Regions from separate parts of the Zea mays genome. Here all the other regions are linked to region 2. Evidence: chromatin contacts called from public Hi-C data. All regions are on one chromosome and are shown on one strand. The core of a region is the stretch at or near the end of the contact, and the rest is flanking DNA. Distances in the headings are between cores, read along the strand shown.

Region 1 (4,447 bases), core at 1,621-4,120, 360 kb after region 2:
AAGCGCCATCATCACCCTACCCCGAGGCGACTCGGGCCGCAGAAAACAAGACCGGTGTCCCATCTGGCTAGCTCCGCCAGATAGGCAATGATGGCGCCCCGCAAGCTCCGTGACGACGGCGGCTCTCAGCTCTCTTACGGAAGCAGGAGGACGTTAGCAAGGACTCAACCACTCCGACAGCTGTCCCTCCGCCAGGCTCCGTTGCTCCTCCGACGGCCACGACATCACACCAGCTGGGTGCCAAGATCTCTCCGGCTGCCACATCGGCATGTACTTAGGGCGCTAGCTCTCCCCCGCTAGACACGTAGCACTCCGCTACACCCCCATTGTACACCTGGATCCTCTCCTTACGCCTATAAAAGGAAGGACTAGGGCCCTCTTAGAGAAGGTTGGCCGCGCGGGGACGAGGACGGGACAGGCGCTCTCTTGGGGCCGCTCGCTTCCCTCACCCGCGTGGACGCTTGTAACCCCCTACTGCAAGCGCACCCGACCTGGGCGCGGGACGAACACGAAGGCCACGGGATTTCCACCTCTCTCACGCCCGTCTCCGGCCACCTCGCTTCCCCCCTTCGCGCTCGCCCACGCGCTCGACCCATCTGGGCTGGGGCACGCAGCGACATTCACTCGTCGGCTTAGGGACCCCCTGTCTCGAAACGCCGACAAGTAAAAATTTCTTGTTGATTCACAGCTCCAAGTAATTAAAAAATAAATAAAGATGCATTCAGTAATTCAGTAAGGTACAAACATATATCACATTTAGTAAGCTTGTATATATAATGTTCAACAGATGGCAACTACTTTAGCACTTAAAAAAGAGAGTAGAAAATAACACCATAGGTCACATCCTCTAAAGGAATAAGCACATGTACCATTTTTTATTTCTGAAAGTTAAACAAAGTCAGAGGAGATCTTCATGCCGCTAGAGCTTTAGTCCCCGCTGCTCCAGTACCTAGCTCACCGCCATCTCCTCATACATTACACTGTAATCAGAGCATATAGATTCATCAATATGTAATCAGAGCATTACAGTATGTTCTAGGACCCCCGCCCCATGTACCTCCTCTCCATTAATACTGTAATCAGGGTGATCTGTATGTGCATGTTTCATTCGAGTTACCAAAAATTTAGGTATTAGTCTTCCAAAACTTGCAAAGTACCTCTTGCTGAATCTAAAGCACATAAGGAGCAGCAAAAAGCTAAAATGATTTCCCTAGATAAGCTTCTTAGTTATGTTTAGGAAATGGAAACTAAAACATATAGATTCATCAATTATGTTCCCATAGCCACACTATTACATTCCAAAATGGAAAAATGGGATAAAATGGAAAGCAGAGCACATACCACTTGTTATATCCTTCAGAGGAGTCACCTGTCAGGGAGGTCAGGAACCATGTTAGGGGTGGGCATCGACGGTTTGGGATGCGAGGATGGCAACTGTCATAAAGACAGATTCGCAGCGAGGGCGCCACATGCTACAGAGGGTTGAGGGATGGCCGCTGTCAAAGGTGAGTGCCTCCTGATGCTTGGATTTGATGGGTGGGAGGAGACAGACGGTTGCCCGTTGATGGAGGTGGACTTGAGCGTATCCGCGCCATGGCTCGCCGCCATCTCCGATGCGGTCGCCGGAGCCCCTCTACTCCGCGCTCCTCCTCCTCGTCGGTGCTGGTTGCCTGCTGCTGGCGCTAGGGTTTAAGGAAGTTGGAGGGACAACATCACGGCGGCGGCTGCAGCCTGTAGAATGACATATCGAGTAAGGATTCCGGGCACGAGAAGAGTCTCACTCGAGGAAGGGAGGAGAGGGGGGCGAATGAGATACCGACGACGACGGTGAGTGATCCGCGAGGGAGGTGGGGATGAGAAGGAGAGAAGGGTTTAAACGCGATGCACTGTCCCTCCAGTCGCTTGAGTATGGCGTCCGTGGACTACCTTCTGGCGCCCGAGCACCGCCTCCCCGCGACGTTCGAGGACGCCGCCGACGCCGTGATTAGGGGAAGCGAGACGCGCGTGATGCGGGACAGGGGGGCGACAACTACTGATCGGCGGGACAGGGGGCGTGATTAGGGGAGGGAGGAGGCGGCAGTCGTGGATCGGTGGGACAGGGGGCGGCAGCCGCGGATCGGCGGGCATGGGGCGCGTGATTAGGGGAATGGGGAGGCGGATCGGCGGGGGCCGTGGGCGGGATGCGGGGCGAGATACGCTAGCGGCAGAACGTGATGTGGCTGTGAACGCCTACGATAGGCACTTAAGTAGTAGTAGAGATTTTGATTTTGCTAATTCTGTTGTTTTAAATATCAAAATGTATAAAGGGGATGAGAGAGGAACTCTATATATAGAGGATCCATTAACGTCCTCTATATTTATATTTATTGGACATTTTAGAGGACACTAAGACATAAAAGAGAGAAATCTTCTCTAAAATTTAGATTACAGGGCGCTTTAGATATACTGCTCGAGAGAGTCCTACTGCAGCGCACTGCGCACTGGGGCTTGTCTCGTGCCGCGCCGCGCATGGCGGCACCCCGTGGCACCGGAGGAGGGGGGAAAAAGGCTTGACTTTCCCTGTCAGGTGCTAATGCCCGTGTTTGTCGCCTCGCCTGCCTTCGCCTTTGCCTCCTGCTCCTCCAGTCCTCCTCTCGCGGCGGTCTCGCCGAGTCGCCATCGCTCCATCCACGGGGGAAGGGCCTACTCGCCCAACCCGACCGCCCAAACTGCGACAGCGAAACAAAGGAGCTCGAATGCCACGAATTTCGGCTGGTCCCGCCCGTCGTTTTTTTTTATCCGCGATACTGGGGCACACACGCAGTCACGCAAGTACGCACGGCATTCGCAACTCGCAACCCACAAAAGGCCACGGTGACCGCTGCCGGACTAGCCTGCCGCACAACGATCCGGGCGCGCCCGTCCCTGGCCCAGAAGACCCCAACGCCGGGCGCGCGTCCCCATCCGTCCGTCGCGCCGGGGTATCTATCGCGGCGTCGTGGGGTCGGAGCTCCGGGTCCGGGGCCGGGAAGGCGGGAAGCAGGGCGCAAGCGCAATGGTGGAGATAGGGAGCCGGGTACGGGGGTTCCTGCGGAACCGGTGGCTGGTGTTCGTGGCGGCGATGTGGATGCAGTCCTGCGCCGGGGTCGGCTACCTATTCGGCAGCCTCTCGCCGGTGATCAAGGCCTCTCTCGGGTACAACCAGCGCCAGGTGGCCGGGCTCGGCGTCGCCAAGGACCTGGGCGACAGCGTCGGCTTCCTCGCCGGCACGCTCTGCTCCGTGCTCCCGCTCTGGGCCGCGCTCCTCGTCGGCGCCGCGCAGAACCTCGTCGGATACGGATGGGTCTGGCTCGCCGTCACGCGCCGTGTCCCCGTGCCCCCGCTCTGGGCGGTGAGATCCCCACGCATCTTCATTTTGTCATCGACGCGTTACTTTTTTTTTCATTGCTTCCTTGTCACTGCGCGTTCGATGCTCATGCTCCCGTTCCATTCTGTTCTTGGGTCTTTTTCCCCGTTCCCCGGCGGGCTGCGGATGCATTGGTTGGTTGCATGTCGCGATCGCCTATGAATCTGTGATCGCTCTACCAACGATTAAACTTCCTTACGTTTTCTTGCCCATGACTGTTGTTGATTGAATCGTGCACGATGCTTCTGTGGAATATATGTTGGAATTTTGGGTTTCCAAATGCAGTCGTCGTTGAAATTCCAAGCTTTCGGAAAACTTCCGTATGGTAGCAGCGTCATACCGTGATGTTCCATACAGACATATAGTTCTGCAGATTTTGCTGCACCTTTGTCAAATATTCTTGCTCACATGGTCTCATAACATGGTGTTACTAGCGTTCAAATCATTTCTAACCATACAAAAGACCGCATGCCCTCGGGCCTCGGGGGGTGCAGAGTAGCACTTGGACTCCTTCACTTAGAAAAGGACGGCTGAGCTGATTCCGTTTGTTTTAGGATACTGCCTAGCTAAACTTTGATGTTTACTGTAGCGTGTCCCATTAAAGCAGAACTATACAGATACAGTTATCGTGGAAATGGATACTCTTTTATAATGCAGAACTTCTCCAAGTTGCATTGAGCAATTTGACATAGGTCCTATTGAATATGGCCAATTGTTGTGCGGGGGCGTGCTTCTCTTGACAATGTGGTCGCTGTCCTGCTTTCCATGTGCCTCCAGCTGTACCTTACTATTATCTAAAATTTCCTGTAGATGCTATGAAATCAGGGTAAATTGTATAATGATTTAACTGTGGTATCTTATTCGTCTCCCTTAATTAATTTGCAATTTAGAACATCAGAGCTGATTAGTCGTTTTATATCAAATACAGTTGCAGGAGGTCACTTGATTTGTTTTCGGGGCACAAAAAATTAAATGACATCATATGATTACTGTTGTTTTCTGGTGTGTGTTAATCTCACACAGCACCCTCACTCTTTTCTATTATACTTTACCACTTTACAA
Region 2 (4,496 bases), core at 54-2,553:
ATAAACTTCGATGTGATTGGGGGCGTAATAGTCCATTTGCATTGTTCAGATGAAAAGAGAAATTAGAACTGGTCACTACAATCACTAGTATAGAAGAACACACATGAACATACCAACAAACTCTGATCTGTGCTAGTATACATATAACACATGGTTATCTTTCATTCTCTTCCAGCTTGAAAATCTCATGAGATGTTTTCTTCATTGTGTAGAAATCTTGAACACAATCATTTGCTGCCAGGACTGATAGTTTCAATAATTTGTTGCCCTAGTCTTGACAATAGTGTGCATCAATGCATGGCGCTGTTGTACATCATACCGAAGGTGTGGTGCAACGGCAGCCAAAACCTCCACAGATTTCCAAACCCTAGCAGCAAAAATGCAAAATGATTAAATGAACTAGGCTTGCAAGTCTATAACCCATCCCAAATCCAACAAGTAGAGAAAATCTATAAAACTCGAACGCAATGCTTAAACAAAGCAGGTTAAGTCTAACTAGAATTCACTCCACCAAAGAGGAGCAACTAGTTCCTTCAAGCAGGTGTATGAGTTGTGCGCCTCGCTCCTGGGCAACGACGAATTGGAGGCACAATGTATCATCCGTCCTTCCCTGACATCACCATCGACCATCAAGCCCCCAGCAAACTAAATCCCTCTCGAGCATTTGATCAAAAACCTCACGCGCATGGTCCACACCGGCACCGCTTGAGCCGAGCGCGCAGAGGAGAGAAAAAAAGGAGCCGACGAGCCATCCGTAAGCAAGCCAGGGCAAAAGGAGCGATTAAAGATGAGAAAAGAAAGGAGCCGGAGGAGTCCATAAGCCGAGCCAGTTCCGTTTCTTTGAGATATGTGGGGGGACCTGTGTCGTCGATACAAAGGTAGCTGTAGAGATGTTTTCCTACAGCCGATGGTAGGCAAATTTTTTCCCTTGGTTGGTAGCAGATAGGGCTGGAAACGAGTTGAGCTCGGTTCGGCGCAGCTCGGTGGCTGATCGAGCTCGGCTTGCCCATTTCACAAGCTGGAGAGATAGACTCGACTCAGCTCACGAGCCACACTCTGATATATATAATTGCATTATATAGTAAATTATTAATATATAAATATAAAATATATAGATATCATTAATTAGGAGTAATCTAAATTATGAATTGTCATGAAACGCTAAAGAACGATTGTCTATAAAATTATTACACAGCTCGCGAGACTTCTCTAGCTCGCTACAGAAACAAGGCTCGCGAGCCGGTCAGCGCGAGCATATTTTCCAGCCCAGCAGAGGACACGAGTGGAGGTGCGGTCCAGGAGCGTGAGCCGGCACCAATCATGCCGCTTGCATTGCTGGTACCGACCCGTCCCCACCAGTCCAGTCTATAAGAGCGACGGGATCACGGAAACCTGTTCACCGCTGCGCCGCCTCACTATTGACTGTCGGATTCCCCACTCGCCGGCGACAACCGCCGCGCCCGATCCGTCTGCTAGGTCTTGCACCTCCGGGCTCTGGCCATGGCTGCCGAAGCTGGCCCAATCTCCAAGGTCCTCATCGTCGTAGGTAACCCGACCCCCTGCTGCTCCCTCCGTCCTAAGGCCTTGCTCTGCTCTGTTTCTCGCTTCGCTTACTCCGTGGGTATTGGGCTTTGCTCGGGTCTCGACGCAGCGATGCAGACGGAGGCGATGCCGCTCGTCCACAAGTTCAAGCTCGTCGAGGCGCCCGCCCACGAATCCACGTCAGTGCCTTTTTTTCCTTCTCTTTTGGTCCTTCAGCGTATGTGCTCTCACTGCGATTTCAGTGGAATGGATTAGTGCGACTTATGTGGAATGGATTAGGGCGATTTCAATTGATAATAGTCAAATTCCCCCTTGTGCTGCATGTTGAACAGGATTCCTTCCTAGTCCCTCTGGGCATTTCTGTCTCTGGTTCAGATTGCTGTGTGCAGGCAACATGGATCACTAAGCAGTTAGTAGCAACTAGCCAACTATGTCATTCTGAACAAGAATGCAAACCGTTTCTGGAGTTAAAAAATATCATTAGTATGATGCTCTCTAGCTGTATGCATATGCACTCTGCTCATAAAGTCTATGACACACGAATCAAGTGCCAGCATTTGGCCAGTTCCTGGCTTTATTAAGTAACCAAGCGATTCTGTGGTGGGAATTCTGATGGCATCCATTATCATAAATTCATAATGCATACTACCTGAATGATATCCTGAAGCTAACATCATTTTTTGTTATATGTACCTTGCAGATTTCCTAAAGGTGCCCCATGGGTTAGGTACCATGGCAACTACAAAGGCCTCCACATTGACCTTGTATTGCCTGGAAAGGATGCTGTTTTAGGTAAGTTCTGGTGGTTTCACATTTCCAATACTTGGTTGTCAAGTTACATTCTTATCACGCCCCAAGTAGCTCGTAGAACTTCCAGCAGTAGTACTTCAGTGTCCTCCTTTCTTTACTCCTTGTGATTAACCTTGCAGATGGGTTGGAATTGGTTGACCCAAGACCTGACCCACACTGCCCAATTAATTATTTTTGGGGTTTGGGTTAACTTGGTCCAATATAATCCACCAACAAGTATTAAAAATTGCTTGCTGCCAGTGACCTTTTTTTTACTTAAAAACAAACCTATGCACTCGCTGTCACATCACATGGACAAACAACAAGGATTTTACTGGCCGACAACCATCAAGGACGCAGGTAGTTGAGATAGTACCAAAATGCCGAGCGGGCCAGTTCCACGCAAAGAAGATCCACACACCGACTCAAGTGCTTCATCCTGTTGTCTTGACCCTTTGCTGTTAGACGCATCAACGTCCTGTGGCCCTTCCCTAAGATTGTCGGTGGCTATGAATACCTCTACGTAGCCATCCTCAAATTCACCAAGTGGTTGGAAGCCATCACTTCAATCAAAGTTGACGACCATTACGCTGTCAAATTCCTTCGGGGCATTTTATCCCGCTTTGGGGTCCCAAATAGGGTTATTACCGATAATGGTACTCAATTCACCAACGATGACTATTGCGAAGACATGGTTATCAAGCTTTGCTTTGCCTCAGCGCATCAACCCCAAAGTAACGGGCAAGCCGAGCATGCAAACGTTGAAATCCCTAGAGGCCTTAAGACTCGGACATAGTACTGCCTTAAGAAGCACGATGCAAGATATTGTAGACTTTACTTTTGTCATTTAGATAGAATACCCATGTGAATCTTGAGAATTCATCTACTATGACAAAACCATATTTATTGCCACCAATGCTTGTATATCAGGTAGGTTCAAATGATTTAATATGCAACAATTCTAATGGCCTACTAATGTCCATCATGATCTTGTTAGGATGAGTGTTCCAACTTAATTTTTAGCTTGACACGAGCTACATAATCTATCTCAAATTTCATATCCTTCAACCCCCTTGACTAGATCATGTTTGATGGGTCTATCTAGTTGTTTTATGCTTACATGTGTCAATTTTCTATGCCAAAGCCAGCCTAAACTTGATTTGGAGAATAGACATGTTGATAGTTGTACTTCTCTTGATAGGGGTGGGCATTTGGGTTACCCAAAAAATTCGGGTCAGGTAATTCGGGTTTTTAAAATTTCAGGTTTTAGAAATTGTTACCCAAAATAAACGGGTACCTGGAAATTTGGGTATCTAAAAAGTCGGGTTCGGGTAATCCCGATTTACCCGATCATTACACTACGTAGAAAAGTATCCATCTGTACTGTATGGCTCCTGTATATAATATTACATCCAAAAACAAATATTCAAGTAGGAGAGGCACACGTAAACACCGACACATGCGAATGACGAAATGAAGCCGCCCTAATCGTGATCGGCTAGAGATAAAAAAAGATTGTTAAAACAAGCTAGTGTGATGTGAGATGGAACAAGTCTCCAGTTTGTTATTACTCAATTAAAGTAACGAACGTCATCACAACTAGCACTTGGTGAATAAATATATAATAATTGCAAGTATCCTAGTACGTACTACATGAGTATACCATTTGGCACTGCTTGGGGTAATCACATGGATCGAGATGTATACTCTCTCCATTTGTACGCTAGGTGCCAAGCTACATTTCACCGTCAGTCGTCAGCTTCTTGCATTACAGTACAATACTCCTCTACAGTGTGCAATTGCATGGCATGCATAGCCAGTGGACATCTCATAATCTGAGTTACAACATCAATAACACAAATGACATATACTGTAATAATTTCGGGTAGTTGCGAAAAGGCCTCTAGCTGAGTTGGTTAGGTGGTCTGAGTAGCACTCCTCAGGTCCTGGGTTCGACTCCCCGTGGGAGCGAATTTCAGGCTGTGGTTAAAAAAATCCCCTCGTCTGTCCCACGCCAAAGCACAGGTCTAAGGCTCAGCCCCGGTCATGGTCGTTCTCACATGGGCTTCGATGTCGCTGTGTATGGGTGGGGCAGGGGTTCGGGGGTTTTCTCGACCTGCGTGAGAAGGTCTTCTTCTTAATACAATGCCCGGGGGCTGTCTTAC
Region 3 (4,102 bases), core at 173-2,672, 460 kb after region 2:
CAAACAAGACTAGTTAATGAGCTTACTAAGTCAAACTGTCTGATCCATCAAAGCTTTGTTGCAGCAAAAGAAAATAAGGACAGGAGTTGAAAAATCCGATAAAGTTAAGAGAGCAACAGGAGTTCAAAGTTGAAGCTGTCACCAGCCAACTAATTTGTTGACGGACCCATTAGTTATTAAAGATTAACATTAAAAAGTAACAAATATAATTAGAGGTTTCTTTTTTCTTCATTACACAAATTGAATACCTTACATCTACATAATTCAAACCCTTAGACTTCAGATTATGTTAGATACCAGTCAGAAAAAGATGCAACAAACAGCTTTAGTTAAGGCTATTAAGTTCCACAGATCATGTCCTGTGCTCAAAACCCCACACCACATTCCTTCCATCCCATAATTGGACTGTAGCAATATAATCCCCATATGATCAATTGGGCATTCCAACGTATATTTCTTTCACATCCATAATCAATGATGCAGACCCTTTAAATAGTAGCATAGGTGCATATGTAATTTTGTTGAATTATTAGTTCATCACTTCATCGTTGCGCCCTAAAGGCTTTCGTTCACTGTTAATCCATGTGGATTGAGTGATATTGAGTCGGTTTAAATCCATAGCAAGTCAAATTTCATCTCAATCCATTCTAATACACTCCAATCCACATGTAATTAGAATAACCGAACAAGGCCTAAATAGTCGTAGATACGACCCAAGAATGCATCAATCAATATACATAATTTAAGATTTCTGTCAGAAGCAGATAGGCTCAGACCGAACCAGTAGTCCCTTACCACAAGATCGACGCCCTCCTCGCTGTAATGCCACGGGGTGTCAGCCTTGATGACGACGAAGGATACATGGACAGTATCCCCCTCGTATTCCACGTTATGCGAGAAGCACTCTTCCCTATCGATCACGAAGCGGATGCCCTCGGCCGGGCGCAAGAACAGCACGGCACAGAGCACCGATAAACAACACACCGTTCTCCAGCTCAGCCCCTCCATGCCGCTGCCAGAAAACGACTAATGGTTCCACGAGCCTCCCTGCAGAGACGAATCCCCAAACGATCAGCATGGGCATAGGAAAAGATCAGGTGGTCACGGTTCGGGTGGGCGGAATCGGCTGAGGAACGGGATAGACCGGACGGGAGTAAACTGGGCACGCGGCTGGCCGGTAACGCACAGCAGCAGCCACCATAGGGGAAGATTCCGTTGAATGGAGTCCGCTCCCACCCTGCGACTCCAGGCTCCGATCAGGCTGGCAGCGAGTGCCGGAGCAAGATCTGACCGGGGCCGCAAGCCCTATGCAAGAAATCGCCAGTCGGGGTGAGACGGAGAGGAAGTGGAGTATAGACTCGTACCTGCTGCTGCTCGGAGCTGGTGAGGTCGCCGCTTGCTTCCGGCGATCTGGGCGGCGCTTTACCGCCTCGATGGAGGAAGCGATCGATCGAGAGGAGATAAAGATAACTCACGAAGCGAACTGACCGAGACGAGATATCCGTCCGCGTGAACTGTGAAGGAAGGAGTTCTTTCCCATTGTTCGACGCGAGATGGGCTCTAGGCCCCTCTCCGTCTCCGTCTCTGGCTTTGGCAACCAGGCCTGCGGCCTAAACGTTGGGCCTACCACCGCATTATACAGGCCCAAATGTAGAAGGCGTCCAGCAGCAATATGGGGCATTTTCTGCAGGCGTCAGCTTTTACTGACCGCTGATTTCAGCAGCAGCAGGTCAGAGAAAACTGATCCTGCACGTAGTGGAACGCCCGTTTTCTGAATTTCCCTATATCCAAAAAACTAGAATTTTACAGTGCTAACGGCTAGTTTTGGACATCATTTTTTAAGGAATTTTATTTTTCCAAGAGAATTAAAAATCCCTTTAGAAAATGTAGTTTCCAAACTAGTCATAAGAGTGTATTTGTCTGGGATTATAATATATCCAGATAATATAGTCTAACAAATTTTAAAGTAATCTTTAGTTTAAAAATTGTTAGATCATATAATCTAGTCCGATTATAATTCAAAACAATCAGAGCCTAACTAAGGATCCTTATTTTTATTTGATTTTAGTAGTTGAGTGATAATTTAGATTGAAACGTCTCAGCTATAGGATAGGATGCACCTTCGACCCAATCTTGACAGCGAGCACACACAGAAGCCAACACACAGACATCATTGTCTTCCTAGCACTTACACTCTGGTCACCAACACTAGAGGAATGTAGAACCCTGAGACAAGGTTAGGCTTTCTAAATACAAAAAAACTTAAGAGATCGCATGATACAACCCTAAGACACTAGACTATAAATAGAGTTAAGAAACAATATGTTTGGAGAGTCGTGTAAAGACAGACTCTTCGTGAAGAGTCGGTCTCGACACTATATTAAATGGGTTACATGCGCTAACAAGGAAAGTGGTAAGTCTAGGAGACATTGAGAGAGAGTAATGGTTTTAAAACCTGGATATATTTTATTTGGACTTTCAAACTTCAATACACTAATTCATTCGATTGCATAAATGTCATGGACTATTGGGATACTATACGAGATGCTCTCTTCTGCAAGTATGGACTATTGTAATGTAGATGATATTTTGTTTATATGTGTCTATATGTTATATTCATGACATTTTTATGACGGATGCTATGGAAATTGGGAAAACTTTGGCAATTTTTTCACATGACATATTAATTATTTTTAGCAATTTATTTTAACAATTGTACAAGACATAATGTAAAGTATATGCTATGATGTAGGACAGATAAATACATGGCTACAACTAAATACAATTTGAATGGATATTGACATCGCGTAAATATCCAACTTTGAGCACATGGATATAGATTAGATGTTGAATACCCTAAACTCGAAATACAGATCGGATCACAACCATTTTATACTAATCGAATTCAAATATCTGACAGGTAATTTCTGTATCATTTACATCTCTACTAGCCGCACTACACAACGAGGTTGGTACGTCCGAGCATTTAATCTTGGTGTCGTACCATACGAGGGCTAAAAACGGGTTACAGTTCCATATAGTCGCATCGAGGACTCAAACATAATTTTTTTAAAAAAATACTCCCTCTGTTTCTTTTTATTTGTCGCTGGATAGTGCAATTTTACACTATCCAGCGACAAATAAAAAGAAACGGAGGGAGTATAAAAAAACGACGGCCTGCATGTACGAACGACAAACGTGGTACGCACCGCTGTGACTCTGTGAGCTACTCTACCTACGTCGGACACGACGTATCCCCTGCTGCACCCTACCCTATTCTACCGCTACGCCTGCGGGCCTGCCTGTGTGCCGCGACGCGATTGGGCAATTGCGTGCGACCGCGATCAGAGGCCGTTACTAGTGTACGATCTCCGACCGGTCCAGGGTCGGACCGTGGAGCCGATCCCAGCAACCCCAAGTACACACGCGGCAGTCAATCGCTGGTGGTACGCGTACTTGCGTGCCGTACTCCCCCGTAAAGAAAATGACTACTAGTAAGTAGCTCCCACGGTGCTATCTACCCCTAGTATTAGATTTTCTGGTGGCATGGCACATGCCCGTGCTTGTCTGAGACCGGGCGCGTGCAGTGCATGTGCGCGTCGGCTCATGGTTTGTTTCCAGTTTTTCACCTAGAGCCTAAGAGCCGGCTCCGAGGGGTAAGGTGGGCGGCCGCCTGAACCCCTAAGTATGTACCAGGTACATAATTGTATACTACAGATTTTTTTAGTAGTTGATCTTATTTTAGTCACCATTCAAGTAGTTTCGTTAGCTATTTTCACTAACTGCAGCTTGTTGTAAATTTAATAAATGAATCGATGAGCCTACAATAATCTTAGAGGAAATAAATCATCGTAAACTGCTAATGCGACACGGCATTTTCGTTAGAGTGTACTAGTCCTTATATTATATATGTGTGCATTTTTTTTCAATCTCTCATTATTATGTATAGGGTCTAAAAGACAAAAAAAAATCCTTATTTATTGTATGTATCTACCGAAAATTGTTTAAAATCAAAATTATAAAAAAAACTATTTAAGTTCAGTAAGTATGTGTTCATAAATTTCTATATATAAATATATATATATATATATTATACATATGA

Evidence for each region. Hi-C and Micro-C count contacts between places; a contact is called where the count stands out from the background.
Region 1: a Hi-C map of leaf shows a contact between it and region 2, with 4 times the contacts expected there. The contact joins the promoter of LOC100285740 here to the promoter of LOC100193148 in region 2. A contact is called at or near these places in 2 of 25 Hi-C or Micro-C datasets (ear and leaf).
Region 3: a contact with region 2 is called in a Hi-C map of ear, with 3 times the contacts expected there. The contact joins the promoter of LOC100281371 here to the promoter of LOC100193148 in region 2. A contact is called at or near these places in 3 of 25 Hi-C or Micro-C datasets (ear, leaf and tassel).

Annotation. Positions count from the first base shown.
Region 1 is chr1:198,908,716-198,913,162 of Zm-B73-REFERENCE-NAM-5.0, forward strand. It overlaps LOC100285740 (nodulin-like protein), which reads left to right and starts at 2,871. Exons shown (of 3, transcript NM_001158631.1): 1 at 2,871-3,370. The coding sequence starts at 3,035. LOC103642992 reads right to left here and starts at 2,086. Exons shown (of 11, transcript XM_023301319.2): 1 at 1,817-2,086; 2 at 1,342-1,731; 3 at 870-980.
Region 2 is chr1:198,554,307-198,558,802 of Zm-B73-REFERENCE-NAM-5.0, forward strand. It overlaps LOC100193148, which reads left to right and starts at 1,304. Exons shown (of 8, transcript NM_001358645.1): 1 at 1,304-1,546; 2 at 1,652-1,721; 3 at 2,243-2,334. The coding sequence starts at 1,501.
Region 3 is chr1:199,017,895-199,021,996 of Zm-B73-REFERENCE-NAM-5.0, forward strand. It overlaps LOC100281371, which reads right to left and starts at 1,423. Exons shown (of 4, transcript NM_001154289.1): 1 at 796-1,423. The coding sequence starts at 1,008.